2 separate regions of the Gossypium arboreum genome follow, and region 2 is linked to region 1. A link is a contact called in public Hi-C data. All regions are on one chromosome and are shown on one strand. The core of a region is the stretch at or near the end of the contact, and the rest is flanking DNA. Distances in the headings are between cores, read along the strand shown.

The links. Hi-C and Micro-C count contacts between places; a contact is called where the count stands out from the background.
Region 2: a contact with region 1 is called in a Hi-C map of leaf, with 2.5 times the contacts expected there. The contact joins the promoter of LOC108482429 here to the promoter of LOC108465481 in region 1. A contact is called at or near these places in 2 of 5 Hi-C or Micro-C datasets (both in leaf).

What each region holds. Positions count from the first base shown.
Region 1 is chr1:63,310,013-63,317,195 of ASM2569848v2, reverse strand. It overlaps LOC108465481, which reads left to right and starts at 3,276. Exons shown (of 2, transcript XR_008283306.1): 1 at 3,276-3,718. It overlaps LOC128293193 (a long non-coding RNA gene), which reads left to right and starts at 4,077. Exons shown (of 2, transcript XR_008283307.1): 1 at 4,077-4,187; 2 at 4,301-4,691.
Region 2 is chr1:64,097,097-64,104,279 of ASM2569848v2, reverse strand. LOC108482429 (trihelix transcription factor PTL-like) reads left to right here and starts at 4,757. Exons shown (of 3, transcript XR_008283310.1): 1 at 4,757-5,343; 2 at 5,887-7,099.

The DNA.
Region 1 (7,183 bases), core at 2,027-4,526:
GAAAGGTGAATTGTTATTCTATACATTTTGAAGCATTCTACCGTTGTTGCCAGGCCAAAGTAATTCATTAGGGCAAGCCTAATGATTAATCCTTCACGTTTTGTAGACTCATACTTTTAGGAGGTTTTTTGAAGTATTCATTAAGGCAAGCCTAGTAATTAATCCTTCACGTTCGGTAGACTCATTAAAAAGTAGACACTGACCACGAATTTTAAAAAACATTCTCTTACTTTTAGTTTAATGAACTCTTCAAATATGTGGGGAAACATTAGTTCTATTGATTATACTACTCTACTTTTATACCTGTTAATTTTTTTCGTTCCTAAGAATAATATTTCTAAATTTTATATTTTATTTTTAAATAAGTAAAAAGATGATTTTGAAATTTGAAATGTAATAATTAGATATCTTTTAAGATTTATGATTTAAATCATAAATTTGAAATATATGTAATTTTAAAACAATCAAAGTTAAATGTATTAAAGTATTTAAAAGGTTAACTTTATATTTTAAGTTTTAAGATAATTTTATTAATTCTAAATTGAAATATAATTTTTAAAATTAAAATTAAATATTTTAAAAATTTTAAAGGTTAAATAATGAGATGATATTTTAAAAATGATAATATATTATATTATGCACGGTTAATTAATAACATATAATTGATATATCATATTTAATATATTAGATAATCATATTGTTTTATATATCTATAATTTATATAAAAGCATGAGTTTAACATATAAGAATTCTTCCTATTGTTCATTATATTATTAAATTAACATAAAATAAAAATCCATTAATATATTACTAAGTATTATTGGAAAATAGAAAAGTGATATTAGTTAACTATTTTATTGAATATAATTGGATAAATTAAAATAACAATAATAACATAGATATTACAGTTATTATTAGTTATTATATGATAATAACAAAAGTAATCTATCTAATTATGTATGTTGTTTTTTTACAGTTATTATCACTTAGATTTTGTATCCATATTTAATTAAATTTATTGTTTTAAATATCACTTAATTAGTGTTGTACTTATATACAAATTAAACTAAGATTTAGATATAAAGAGATGCATTAGTAAGGCATTTTATTCAACTAATATTTATAGAATCATTGGAAAAATTTGTGATAATTAAAATTTAAATTACAATTATTAGTTAAAAATTTTACGATAAAAAAAAGCTGGGAAAGTTTTATTGATGTAAAATAAAGTTATTATTTAAATATAATTTTAAGTATCTTAATTATAACTTAATTAATATTATAGTTAATTACGTTAACACACTATTGTTTTGAATAATATTATTTTGCATTAATTATATAAGTAAAACTATATTCTATGTTGAATATGTTAAAAATGCTATAATTATGACTTGAAAAATTTCTATTATAACTAAACAAAAAATCAATTATAATATCTGAATCGATAAATTAATATATTTTAATTATATTCAAAAATTAAAATAAAAATATTAATTTACATTAATTACTGTAATTAAAATATAATATTAAAATATTAATTAAATATTAAATATTTAAAATCACATGAAATAGATGTAAGATTAGAAGCTAGTTAATTATTGAAGAGATGGGATTAACCAACATATTAAACAATTATGATTATCTAAAGAACATGTTAATCTGTTGACTTTATAAAAGAAGGGCAAATAATCGTTTATTCATCTTTCAATATGAGTTTGCCTTATTAGTTTTTTTTATGAATTTATTATCTAGTTTTTGAAATAAATATAATGCGGCTAAATTTGATAAGAAAAAGTCAGTTTTAAAAAATGAAATTAGGGTCTTAGGCTGAGATATTTAGAGAAGTATGTTAATTTTGGAGAGAGAGTGAAAACACATTATATAGGGGGCATTTTCTAATTTTTAATATATTAGTTTCTTTGATTAGATGGTTAAATATTAGTGGTTTTGTCATTTAGTCTTGGGTTCTAATGCGACTTCCCGAGCTTGGGTTGTTCGGAAAATTACTCGAAGGAATTGGATCATCTTGAAATGGTTCAACAAATAGAAACCTCGACCCGTAGTAGTTGTAGCTAAGAACCTAGCTATATTAAAGCAAAGACCGGTTAACTCTCGAACCTACTAGAACTTTAGTATAAACGAAGTCGCCACACTCCAGAATGGTGAATGGAGTGATAAGAAAATTGGACGCCACAAACTTGAAAAGTTTCATTATTTTAGTTTTTAGTTCAATAAAGAACCCAGGAAAAAATTATCACAAAATAAAGTTTATATTAAAAAATTTGGTTAATAAAGTTCTAACCTTACAAATGACAATTTCGTAAGTATTTATAGGACTCTAAGATGACTAATCAAATTCGGCATCTAGGTGTTCACATTAGCATTTAACATGTTCACACACAAAGTGATAATTTCAGCTCTTGAATCATGGTGGATGCTTGCATAAGCCGAATAGTCACATTCCTTTCCCAAATCTGTTCATGAATGCTTAGTCAAGAAGAAAGCTTAAATTCCGTGAATGATCGGCATTTAATCTTCCTTCATTCCCCTTGGCCGAATGATAGATGAATGGGACATGCATCTCCTTTGATTTGAAGCTTTAATGCGTCTTGGGATGATGAATAGGCAACATGCATTTAGCTGGTTCATCCCCTAATTTCGGTGCATGTTTGTGTTGGAACATTAGCCGAATTAATTGTGGTTTGACTTCCTTGAATGTTGTTCATGAAATCCTCCATGCATGAGTACAATGATCAGCCACTTTCTTCCCATTTTTGTCACCGTCCATGTATCTACAATGAAGGTTATGAATCCTTCCATCCTAAGAAATGCATGAAGCATAAATTTGGCCCTTCACACGAATAGTCATATGCACCACATATCCTTTGTGCATGAATTCAGTTTAATGAAGGTCTTTGAAGAGCCATGCATTTGTCCATTCGAACAACCACCTGCACACATATAAATAGACATCAAATTTTTGCAACACTTACATTCGACTAAGACATTAGAACCAGAACTAGACGCTAGACTCTCACACATGAAATACATATAAACTTATTTGGAGACACACACACGCATATACGCACATATGCACATATTCAACATATATGGACAAATGACACAAACAAGACACCATGTGATAATTAGCACACGCATAAACATAAATAACAAAACACAAGACTTATCTAAAAATCAAACATGACAAATTCTGCGAACTAAATTAAATTGCAAACTTTATTAAAATGAAATAAAACTTAAAATAATAAGGGCGTGTTTGGTTCGACAAAATGGCCATTCCATTCCGTCCCTATTCCATGCGCTACAGTGAAACATTTGTTTGGTTGAAATTTGACTGCTGAATTGTTATGTCGTGCAGGCTCTATTACGCATAAACACTGCATATCTATTCAGAGGGTCGGGCTCTGAATGCCTATTCAATGCCTCTCCTAATAGCTTTTTTTTTTCAAACGAAAATCTCCCCCCACCTATGCTCATCATTCTGGAAACAATAGCAAGAGATCTTCTTGGGTTTTGCATAAAATGTATAGAAGACTCTCTATTTTTGGATTTTGTGTGTGGCGAATTTGCGTGTAGTGGAAAATATGGAGAAGTCGATGTTAAAGGCAGAGCTTTCCAAAGAAATGCGCACATCTCCCACTGTGCATCCCAGCGATTGTGGGAACAGCGAGGCTCCGATCAATTATCAGCAATTGCTGTTAGTCTTCTTCCCTTCGCCATCATCTCTGGTTTTTTTTTTAATAAACAAAATCTCTAAAATATTGGATCTGAATTTCTATTCTGTTAGGCTTTCAATGAGTTTACCTTTTCTACCTCTGCTTTGATCTTATTTTTCATGTAAATTAAAACCCCATTTTGTTTATCTGCCTTAAATTCATGTCTAGGATGTAAACTAGAAGTTGAACTTTGATGATCAGGATCTTTCCTTTTCCAGTAGTTTATGTTTTGCCTTTGTTGAATTGAATACCCAAAGTCATGATCTTTAATCGATAATCTGTTGAATTGCCTGTCTGGGTATGTTTTGTTGACATAAATCTGAAGCTTTTCAGCTAGATTTCTATTATCATGACTAATTATCCATTTGGGTCAAATAGTTCTAAGTCCTTCAATGCCTATCCAAGAGGTGACTTTGATATTGAATCAGATAATATCAAAAGAACCAAAAGGTATAAAGTTTCTTCGTTTTAACTTGTTTGGAATGATCAAATCCTTGGCTAACAGGCTTTACTACTATTACAAGTTACATCCACTCCTTGTTTCATTTATTTCCTTGGCATAGGTTTTCACTATATGAGCATCACTATAGGATGCTGAGAAATTATAGGAACCTTGATGAGGGGCCCATTAAGTACTATATGTATGCCAAGCTTAAGAATCTTGTAATGGTTGTTGGGTATTCAATTTATACTAGCAGTAGTTGTAAAAAAGTTGATAATGAGTATTCTTGGTTTTTGGAGCCATTGAATGGATTATGTAATATGGCTTCTTCAATTATGTGATCATTTTATGGTTTATGTAATATTGCTTCTTGAATTCATCTGTTATCAATGTATGTAATGTGTATATATAATAGGATTTATTAGTAAATATTGATTTCTTTTTAAAATTGTAACAACCCATTTTCAGTGAAATAAAATAGTGGTTTTGGGACCACAAATCCAATGAGAAAATTTTTATTTTATTATTATTTTAATGTCTACGGTATGTTAGTAGTACCGTGTAAAAATTTTGTTAAGAAATTTTGACGTTTGCATGCTTAATTTTTTAAAAAGGTCTAAATCGTAAAAGGTACAAAAGTAGAGTTCTATAAGTTAAAGTAGTCTAATTATTATGAAATTTAAATGTAAGTGGGTTTAAATGGTAATTAGACCATTTATGTGGATAGTGGACATCCATTACATGGTTTTATTGAAATTATTAAAGTTTTTAAAGGGTAAAAAGGTAAATGAGTAAATAAATATTAAATTAATTAAAACAAAGTGTTCATCTTCTTCATTTGATGAACCAAAATTGATTTTGGCCACTGGAGGAGAGAGAGCTTTCGGTTGAGCTAGGGTTGTGTGCATGGTGAGTTTTCAAGCCCCATTTTAAAGATTTTTATGTTTTTGGGATCATTGTAGCTTAATCTAGCTAGCCTGGGAACTAATGTAACAGCCTGTTTTTAGTGAAATCGGAATAGTGGTTCTGAGACCACAAATCCGATGTGAAAATATTTATTTTATTATTATTTTGAGGTCTACAGCATGATAGTATGATTGTATAAAAATTTCGTTAAGAAAATTTATCAATTGCTTGCTTAATTTGATAAAAAAGACTAAATCGCATAAAATGTAAAAGTTGTGTTCTATTAGTTAAAAGTGTCTAATAGCTATAGAACTTTAAGTAGATGTACTTATGTGGTACCATTTTTAATATGAGTGGAAAAATATGGACATTAATTAAGTGATTTTAATGGTTTAATGAGAAGGTTAAAAGTGTAATTTAATAAAATAAACTAAGTAAAATAATTAAAAACAAAGTCACCATCTTTGTGGTTAAATTTAATAAAATAATGATAAGGTTAAAATGAAATTGGATCAATTGAATAGAGTAAATATTAAAGTGGTTAAATTTGATTATATATAGATCAAGAAAAGCCATGTTCAGAATTAGATTGGGGGAAAAAATAAAGTAGTGGATTGATCGGTTGACTTTCTCTGTACTAATTCAAGGTAAGTTCATATGTTTAATAAGCATTGAATTATAAATTCTTGAATGCTTAATTGATATAAATGTGATGATACCACACCACAGAAATTTTCGACAAGTTATCGGTAATGTATGAATCCCGTTTGAACCTTAGGAATAGATAGGATATAAATGACATGTCATTAGGGGATACGATATTTTGGGTGCTGGTCCCGTACGTTCTACCCTTGGCTGAGTTTTCAGGCATGTCTTACGGTTACTCATTAGCTTGTGTGAGTAGCGCCGTGTAGTTACGTCTTGACTGTCAGCTTGTGTGAGCAAACACAGAGATAGAGATGGTTTTGACCATGTTTTGGCACTTAGTGTGTGAGATACCTGAGTATCCGATACTATTCCAAATGGTTCAACAGGCATAGTAATGTTACGGAAGTAGGTGAATTAAATATGAACTAGTATAGGTATGTACGTGAAGCATATGAGAATTGAATCTATAAGACTTATGAATGAATATGTGATAGGTTTGTGGATCAAAAATGAGTTATATTATGATATGTTTGATTACTTAAATTGTGTTTATATGGTAAGTTGAGTTTTATGCTATACGAGCTTATTAAGCATAATAGCTTGCTCTGTTTACTTTTTCGTGTTTTATAGTGATTTCAAAACTTGCTCGGATTGGAAGTTGTTGGAGATCTCACCGCACTATCCATCTGTTGTTTTGGTACTTTTGAACTTTGTGCATATTGGTTAAATGGCATGTATAGGTGTTTTGGCTAATGTGGCCTAAATGTCTCATGTTGTTTTGGTTATATGTGTAGCCATGTGATTCGGCTTATTTTGGTATACTTGGTTATGTAAATATGTGTAAATGGCCTTTTGATATTTGGTTTATAATTACTATGTGAATGCCTTGTTGTGAATTGGTATTAAAGGTAGCAAATGGTTGAAATTGAGAATGTATTAGCATGCTAAGTAATAGGCAAGATAATGCATATATGAAATTACCCATTTAAGTGAATTATTGAAAGTGATATTGGTATGTTTTCAAATGGCAAATTGTGATGTTTATGAGCGTTATGGTTGTTGGTATTGGTATTGCATGATTTGGACTTGGTTGAGATGGATTTGAATGCTTATTGATGATTTGGTCATATGTTAATTGGTAAGTGTAGGTTAGTATCACTTTGGGTGAGAAATAAGGCTTGGAAAATGGTCTATTTTCGTCTACATGGGCAGAGACACAAGTGTGTATCTCTGCCGTATGTGACACATGGCCAGGTGACATGGCCATGTGTCCCTTGATATTTGTTTAGAAACCAAGTCATTAGCTTCACATGGCCTAGCACTCGGCTTGGCACTCAAGCATGTGAGGTCATTTTGAAGGTACACGGGATAGTCATAGAGGCGTGTTGTTGGCCTTGTGACCTAAGTCAGTGAGTTACATGGGGTCGGACACGGGCTAGGACACGACCAT
Region 2 (7,183 bases), core at 3,508-6,007, 790 kb before region 1:
TTCAGGGGAAAATGGATGCCAAATTGGGAAGGACCCTATGTGGTAAAAAAAGGCTTTCTCTGGAGGGGCATTGATACTAGCAAAGATGGATGGCAAGAGCTTGCCTAACCCGATAAATTTGGATTCTGTCAAAAGATATTTTGCTTGAAGCAGTTGAGGTGAAAACTCGTAAAGGGCGCCAAAAAAAAAAGAGAGGCCAATGTGAAAACCCGTAAAAGGGCGTCTTGAGACCAAAGGGATTTTGAATTGAAAACCCGCAAAGGGCAATTCAAATTTCGATCCAAACTGGGGCAGGTAATTGTCTCACTACACTTGAATCGACAAAGAGGAGATAAGCTACATCTTGGGGCATCAACAAAATGCTATAGATCCTTTGAGCGCGTGCCAAGTTTAAAAAGGTCATCGAGGAGTTTGTACAGAGAAGCTCAAACTGTGAAATCTGGGGCACCTATTCTGTTCCTTTTCATCTATTTTTGTATCTCAAACAATGACTGCTTTCTTTGTTGATACATCTTTCGCAAATTCTGACTTGAATAAATTTCTGTTTTACTTATCATTATAATCTTTTTCGAGTATTTTTATTGAAATAATGATTAATGAACTAACAATGTTCTCAAAAGAGGTTTTACATATTACTCTGAAAGATTTCTAAACAATACAAGATCCTGAAATAGGACAATTATTTAAAATTCACCAGGCTTAAAGAGCTAGAAACGTGTGAAGGAAAAGGGACTTACAGTATCCTCAAGCCCTCTTTTATCAAGATGGATGAGAAGGCATACATTAGGGATGTTACCATAGCAAACAGCGAGCGATAACAGCCTAAAAATTTAAATGATCATTCTCATGACATTTTGCATTTATGCATTTAAATATCCATAATACATCTAGTTAGGAGCATTTGATTAATCATGGCATCCTAAACATCTAGCATAAGCATAAAATCACTCTTCTACAGATAGGATCCCCCAGTGGACAATTAAAAAGATAGATATCATCAGCCTTATCTTCACTGAGCAGGAATGGAGCAGGCTAAACATACCCGATCTTATCTTCACTAAGCAGGAGTGAAGCAGATCAAATTTTGGCGAGTCTTATCTTCACTGAGTAGGAGTGAAGCAGATTTCAGCCACCAGCCTTATCTTCATGGAGCAGGAGTGGAGTAGGCTAAACATACCCGATCTTTTCTTCACTGAGCAAGAGTGAAGCAGATCAAATTGTGGCGAGTCTTATCTCCATGTATCAGCCATGGAGCAGATTCTAATCATCAGCCTTATCTTCACTGAGTAGGAGTGAAGCAGGCTAAATATAGCAGATCTTATCTTCGCTGAGCAGGAGCGGAGCAGATCGAATTTTGGTGAATCTTATCTCCCTGTACTAGCGATGGAGCAGATTCCAATCATCAGACTTATCTTCACTGAGCAAGAGTGAAGCAGGCTAAATATATCAGATCTTATCTCCGCTGAACAAGAGTGGAGCGGTCGACATCTGATGAATCTTATCTTCACGAAGGCGGAGCGGAGCAGATCAAATTTTAACAAATCTCATTTACATGAAGCAGCAAAGGAGCATTTTTGAAGCAATAAAGTGCGGTGGGCTGTGGCAAAAAAGACAAGACTCAGCCAGCCCAAGCAAATTTGGCCCTTCTAAAATCTTTGCTCTATTCTCATTACACGACAATGAGCAAAGAGAGGCAGCTGCAGAACCAAATTTCTGCTCGGGCCCAATCAAACCAGCCCAAATTAAACACCCCACTAAACCGACCATTAACTCCATCACCCTACTAAACCATCCACTACTTCCATCACCCCCACACCCTACTAAACTGTCCACTACCTCTATCACCCCTACTACCTCCATCACCCTACTTGTTATAAGTTGTAAAATTTGGCTATAAAAGCTATGGAAAAACTATTGTATTGGGGGATTTGGAGAAGATTTTTAGAGGATTTTTGGGGTGAATTTTTTAGAGGATACACATACGAAATCAAAGAGAATACAAATCAGATTTTTAAGGTAACTTTTTATATTATTCAATTTTGTTTACTTTGGTGTTCACATTTTTCTTTACACAAACGAAAGAAGGAAAAGAGAGGAGTTTACCTCGATTTTATTTCCTTTCGATTTGGCCCCAAAGTTTTCATTTTAATTCAATTTAACCCTTTTTTATTTTTGTTATTTTTACATTAAATTAATTAATTTCAGCTTTATTCTCATTATTTTTATATTTTTTATTTTCTATTAATTTAATTAATTTGAGTTATGTTTCATATTATTATATTATCTATTTATTATTATATATTTATTATGTAAATATATATATATTTAAGCAAGTTAATTATTTTAAATATAAATTTCTATTATACATAGACTTATTATATTATATTTTTATACCATTGTTTATTATCGGTTACCATTTTTATATCAAATTATTATTATTTACTATTTCTCACTATTACTAATTTAACATTGTTATTCCAAATTTTTTATTTTTTTACTATTATCCCCATATTTAATGTTATCGTCAACATATTTTTGTTATTATCATCATGTTTTTAATATTATTATTAATACTATTAGCACAATGTTTATTACATTATTGTATTTATTATTACTTGTTGTTTTATTAATTATTTCTATTAATTACTATTATTATTATTTTTATTATTTATATATGGTTAGCATTATTCTCATATTATTATTTTCATGTTGTCTATTATCATCATTTTTAAAAAAATATATGTCCTTAATTCATTTATCCATTGATCTTCTCTCAAAAATTTTCAAAATAAAGACAATGTTCGGTATTTAAAGAATTCGAAGAATCGTGCCCTAACGTACTGGGTTTCGCTTTCTTTGTTTGTCTTGAATATTCGAATATCCTCTTACCAGTTCACTCTAAAAAATTTTCAAAATAAAGGCAATGTTCGGTATTTAAAGAATTCGAAGAATCGTGCCCTAACGTACTGGGTTTCGCTTTCTTTGTTTGTTTTGAATATTCGAATATCCTCTTAAGGCTAAAACGCACATTTTAAAGGCAAGCTCACAATTGAGGGTAAAAAATGTTGTGTCCTAACGTATTGGATGTAATATTTTACCTTGAGGTGAGATGATCTTTAATACACATTTAACTTACCTAAATGTTTTAAAAGCCAATAAAAGGAGGATCGCGTTTTGAACTCTGTCCAAATCTTTAATTTTTGACATTAAGACACTAAATAATCAATTAAGTACTAATTTTGGGCGTGTCGAGGGTGCTAATCCTTCCTCGTACGTAACTGACTCTCAAACCGATTTTCTATTTTCGCAGACTAAAATCGTCGTTTTGAAAAATTTATTTATTTATTAAAAACGACCGTGTTTTGAGGTGGTCCAATCACACCCTATTAAAAACGATTGGTGGCGACTCCCAACTTTTCGTTTTCAAAAGTCGATTTCCTGTTTTCAAAAAAATGGTTTCGACACACTTTATATCAAAGGGTTATAAAAATCATATTAAAGGTTATTAAAATTATATCAAAAGCTACCAAATTGAAAGTATGCCAAAGGTTAATACAACTATATCGAATATCATAGGTTATTAAAATTATATTAGTGGTAATGAACATGCTAACAAAGGTTATCCAAACAATAGCGAAAGTCACTAAATAATATCAAATATAGAAAACCTGAATTAAATGTGTTGGTAATAAGGATCAATAGAGGAAGGTGCAGAAATGAATGACAATTGACAAATTCAGCTTAAGAATCTATCAAAATGATGAAGTGTTTAAGGCTTCCAAGCCCCAAAGGGCCCAAAGGTTTTTCTCGCGGTCGAGGAATGGGTTGTGATTGGAATGTTTTGACACTACCCTTGATTTTCGCCCCAATTCAAAAACCAGTTCGATATCGATTTAATTTAATTTTATTATAAAAATTAATAATTTAAGTTTTTAATTTAAAATTGTTTAATTCAAAATAATTTGAACACAAAATAACTCAAACCTAAAATGATTAGAATCTAGAGTGGCTTGGATTAACAATAATTTGAATAAATAATTTAAAATGATATGAATCTCTTTTCTAAATTTAAAAAATCGGTAAAATGTATTTTTAGTTTTTTTAATTTTGAATTTGGACAAATTAGTCCTTCTAAAAAATCAAGCAATTTAATTCCTATCAATTTTGAATGTAAGAAACTAAGAATAATTAACCATGACGTTAATGTTTTCTATCATTTGTACATAATTTTGATTAGTATAATAATAAATTTAGCCATTAAAATTTACACATTTTGTTAATTTGGTAATAACTTAACAAATTTATCTTGCAACATTTATGTAAATGCTAAATATTGAGACTAAATTTGTTAAATTTTTAGAACTTAGACTAAATTAACAAAATATATAAACATCGAGAGCTAAAATCATTTGCAATTAATTAAAGATATTAATACCATAATTAATTATCTTTAATTATTCACTTTACTTTTAAAATTAACATAAATTAAATTACTCTTATAAATTGAAAAAGAATGAATAAATATTTTTGTAAAAATTTAAAAATTCTTTTACTTAAAATAAGCTGATACAAAATAAATATCAAAATCCAAATTAAGGTACACCCAAATTAACCTGGGTTAGGATTAATAGGTACTCCAACTATATACAAATGTAGGTAATTTTGGAAAGGATTGTAGCAAAATACGTATATTTGTAGTGTGTGGGACCGTTGGCCTAAGCTTAATTTGGAGATTTTTCGTGGACGACACGATCCGAGTCTGCCGCTTTCTCTCTCTTTCATACACTCTTTCTCTCTATTAAAACCTTTCTCTTTCACTCTTTATTTTTATTTTTTTAGCTTTACTCTACTCTTTCCTTTTCCTTTTCCATTGTTTTTTTTCTTTTTGGGTTCATAAATCGATATGGAAATGGAGGATCATCGTCACCATCAATATGCCATACCCGATCTTAGGCAACTACTCAACGGAAAACCCATCAATTTCCAAGCAATTCCACAGGATACTGAGTTATTCTCCCCCGGCCACCACCGGAATCTGCCGCCACCGCAGCAACCCCACCACCCCTTCGATGTGATGCAAATGGTGGGTAGACATGAGTTCCCTTCTGATTCTACTGGTAATACTAATGCCACTCCCATGGCTGCTGTTGCCACTGTCACTAGTGCTTCCACACTTAGTCCCAGCTGTGGGTTCGACGGTGAAGCCAGTGCTTTTGGAGGTGATGGAGGAAATGGAAGGTGGCCGAGACAAGAGACCTTAACACTTCTTGAGATCAGATCTCATCTCGACCCCAAGTTCAAAGAAGCTAATCAAAAGGGTCCTTTGTGGGATGAAGTTTCCAGGTATATACAAATAATATATTTATTCTTCCATGCTCTCCATACCCTAATTCTCTATTTTCTTCCATTCCCAAAGCTAGCAACTTCACTCCATGGATTGTTTCTCCTTTTAAAGATATGAAATGGGGTTCAAACCAGGAACAGTATTACACGAGTTTTCTTCTTTTATTTATTTTTAAAGAAAATAAACGATAGCTGATCATTTCTATAGTCTTCAACTGACTTGCTCTCTTTTTTTCCTTTGAAAATGTGTTGCCTCCATTATTGTGCAAGTTTTTACTGGTTTTTACTATAAAAATGACTAACCTTTTGGATGTTTTAAGTACCCATCTGCAAGTTTTATCCATGAAAAGACGTTTTCATCAGTCCCTTGCCGAAAGACCCATCTTTATTTTTCAATTTTGAATGGTCAAATAAGAGCTTTATCAACATTCATCACATGATATTTCCATGGTCATACACATTTGAATTAGGGTTCATCTGTTTTCTAATAGGTTTAAAGTTTAATTTATTGCCATTTCCTTCCCTTTTTTCTTGGTGCTGTAGAGTCATGTTTGAGGAACATGGGTACCAAAGGAGTGGGAAAAAATGCAGGGAGAAATTCGAAAACTTGTATAAATATTATAAAAAGACTAAGGAAGGCAAGGCTGGGAGACAGGATGGTAAACACTATCGATTCTTTCGTCAACTTGAAGCTTTATATGGGGATACCAGCAACAACAATGGAGTTTTAGGCCAAGAAACTCCCCTAATCGGCAACAGTTTTCAGTTTCATGGCGCTCAAAATAGCATCAATACTCAAGCAAATCAAGAGATCTATCACTCGCAAAAGCTTTGCAGTGATAGTCTTAGTCTCTCAAGTTCCTCAAAATTCGACACTTGTTCCTCAGATAACAATGATTTAAGCAGTGCAAAGCTGAAAAAGAAAAGGGGTTGCAGAAGCTGGAAAGCCAAGATAAAAGAGTTCATCGACTCGCAAATCGGGAAGCTAATGGAGAGGCAAGAGGCATGGCTTGTGAAACTGACCAAGACGCTCGAGGAAAAGGAGCAAGAGAGGGTTTTAAGGGAAGAACAATGGAGGAAAGAAGCAGCAATAAGAATAGATAGAGAGCATAAGTTTTGGGCTAAAGAGAGAGCATGGATTGAAGCTCGTGATGCTGCTTTAATGGAGGCATTACAGAACCTGGCTGGCAAACAGTTGAAGGCGGCATCATCTGACGGTGAAAACCATAATGAAAATGGGAATGGAACAATTAACCACACTGTTAAGGCTGATGGGTGGCAAGAAGCTGAGGTTTCTAGGCTCATACAGCTGAGGACCGCCATGGAAACAAGGTTCCAACAAGTAGGGTATTCAGAAGAGGTGGTTTTGTGGGAGGAAATCGCTGCTAAGATGGGGTGTTTAGGATTTGAAAGGAGTGGTTTAATGTGCAAAGACAAATGGGATACCATTGGTGGTTCATATACCCTAATGAAAACCAAGGAGAGTAACAAAAAGAGAAAGGAGAACTCAAGAGGCTTTGATTATTATCAACCCCATGAGACCATTTTCACTCAAGGACCTGAGACATTGAGACTCCAACCAAATGACGGCTCTTCTCATGCTGTAAGCGATAGTTGCTTTCGCTTCTTCATGGCTGATGGAGATAATAACTTGTGGGAAAACTATGGTCTGAAACTCAGCAACTGATGAAAAAAAACCAGTAAGTTCAAACAAAAGATGACAGGTTTCACAATTATTGTAATCCATCCCACATGGGTAAGTTCTCTTTTGAGAGGCTGTGTAGAATGTGTAAGCAAGCAGTTTGACTGATCTTTGACTCTTGAAAATTTATGTACAGCA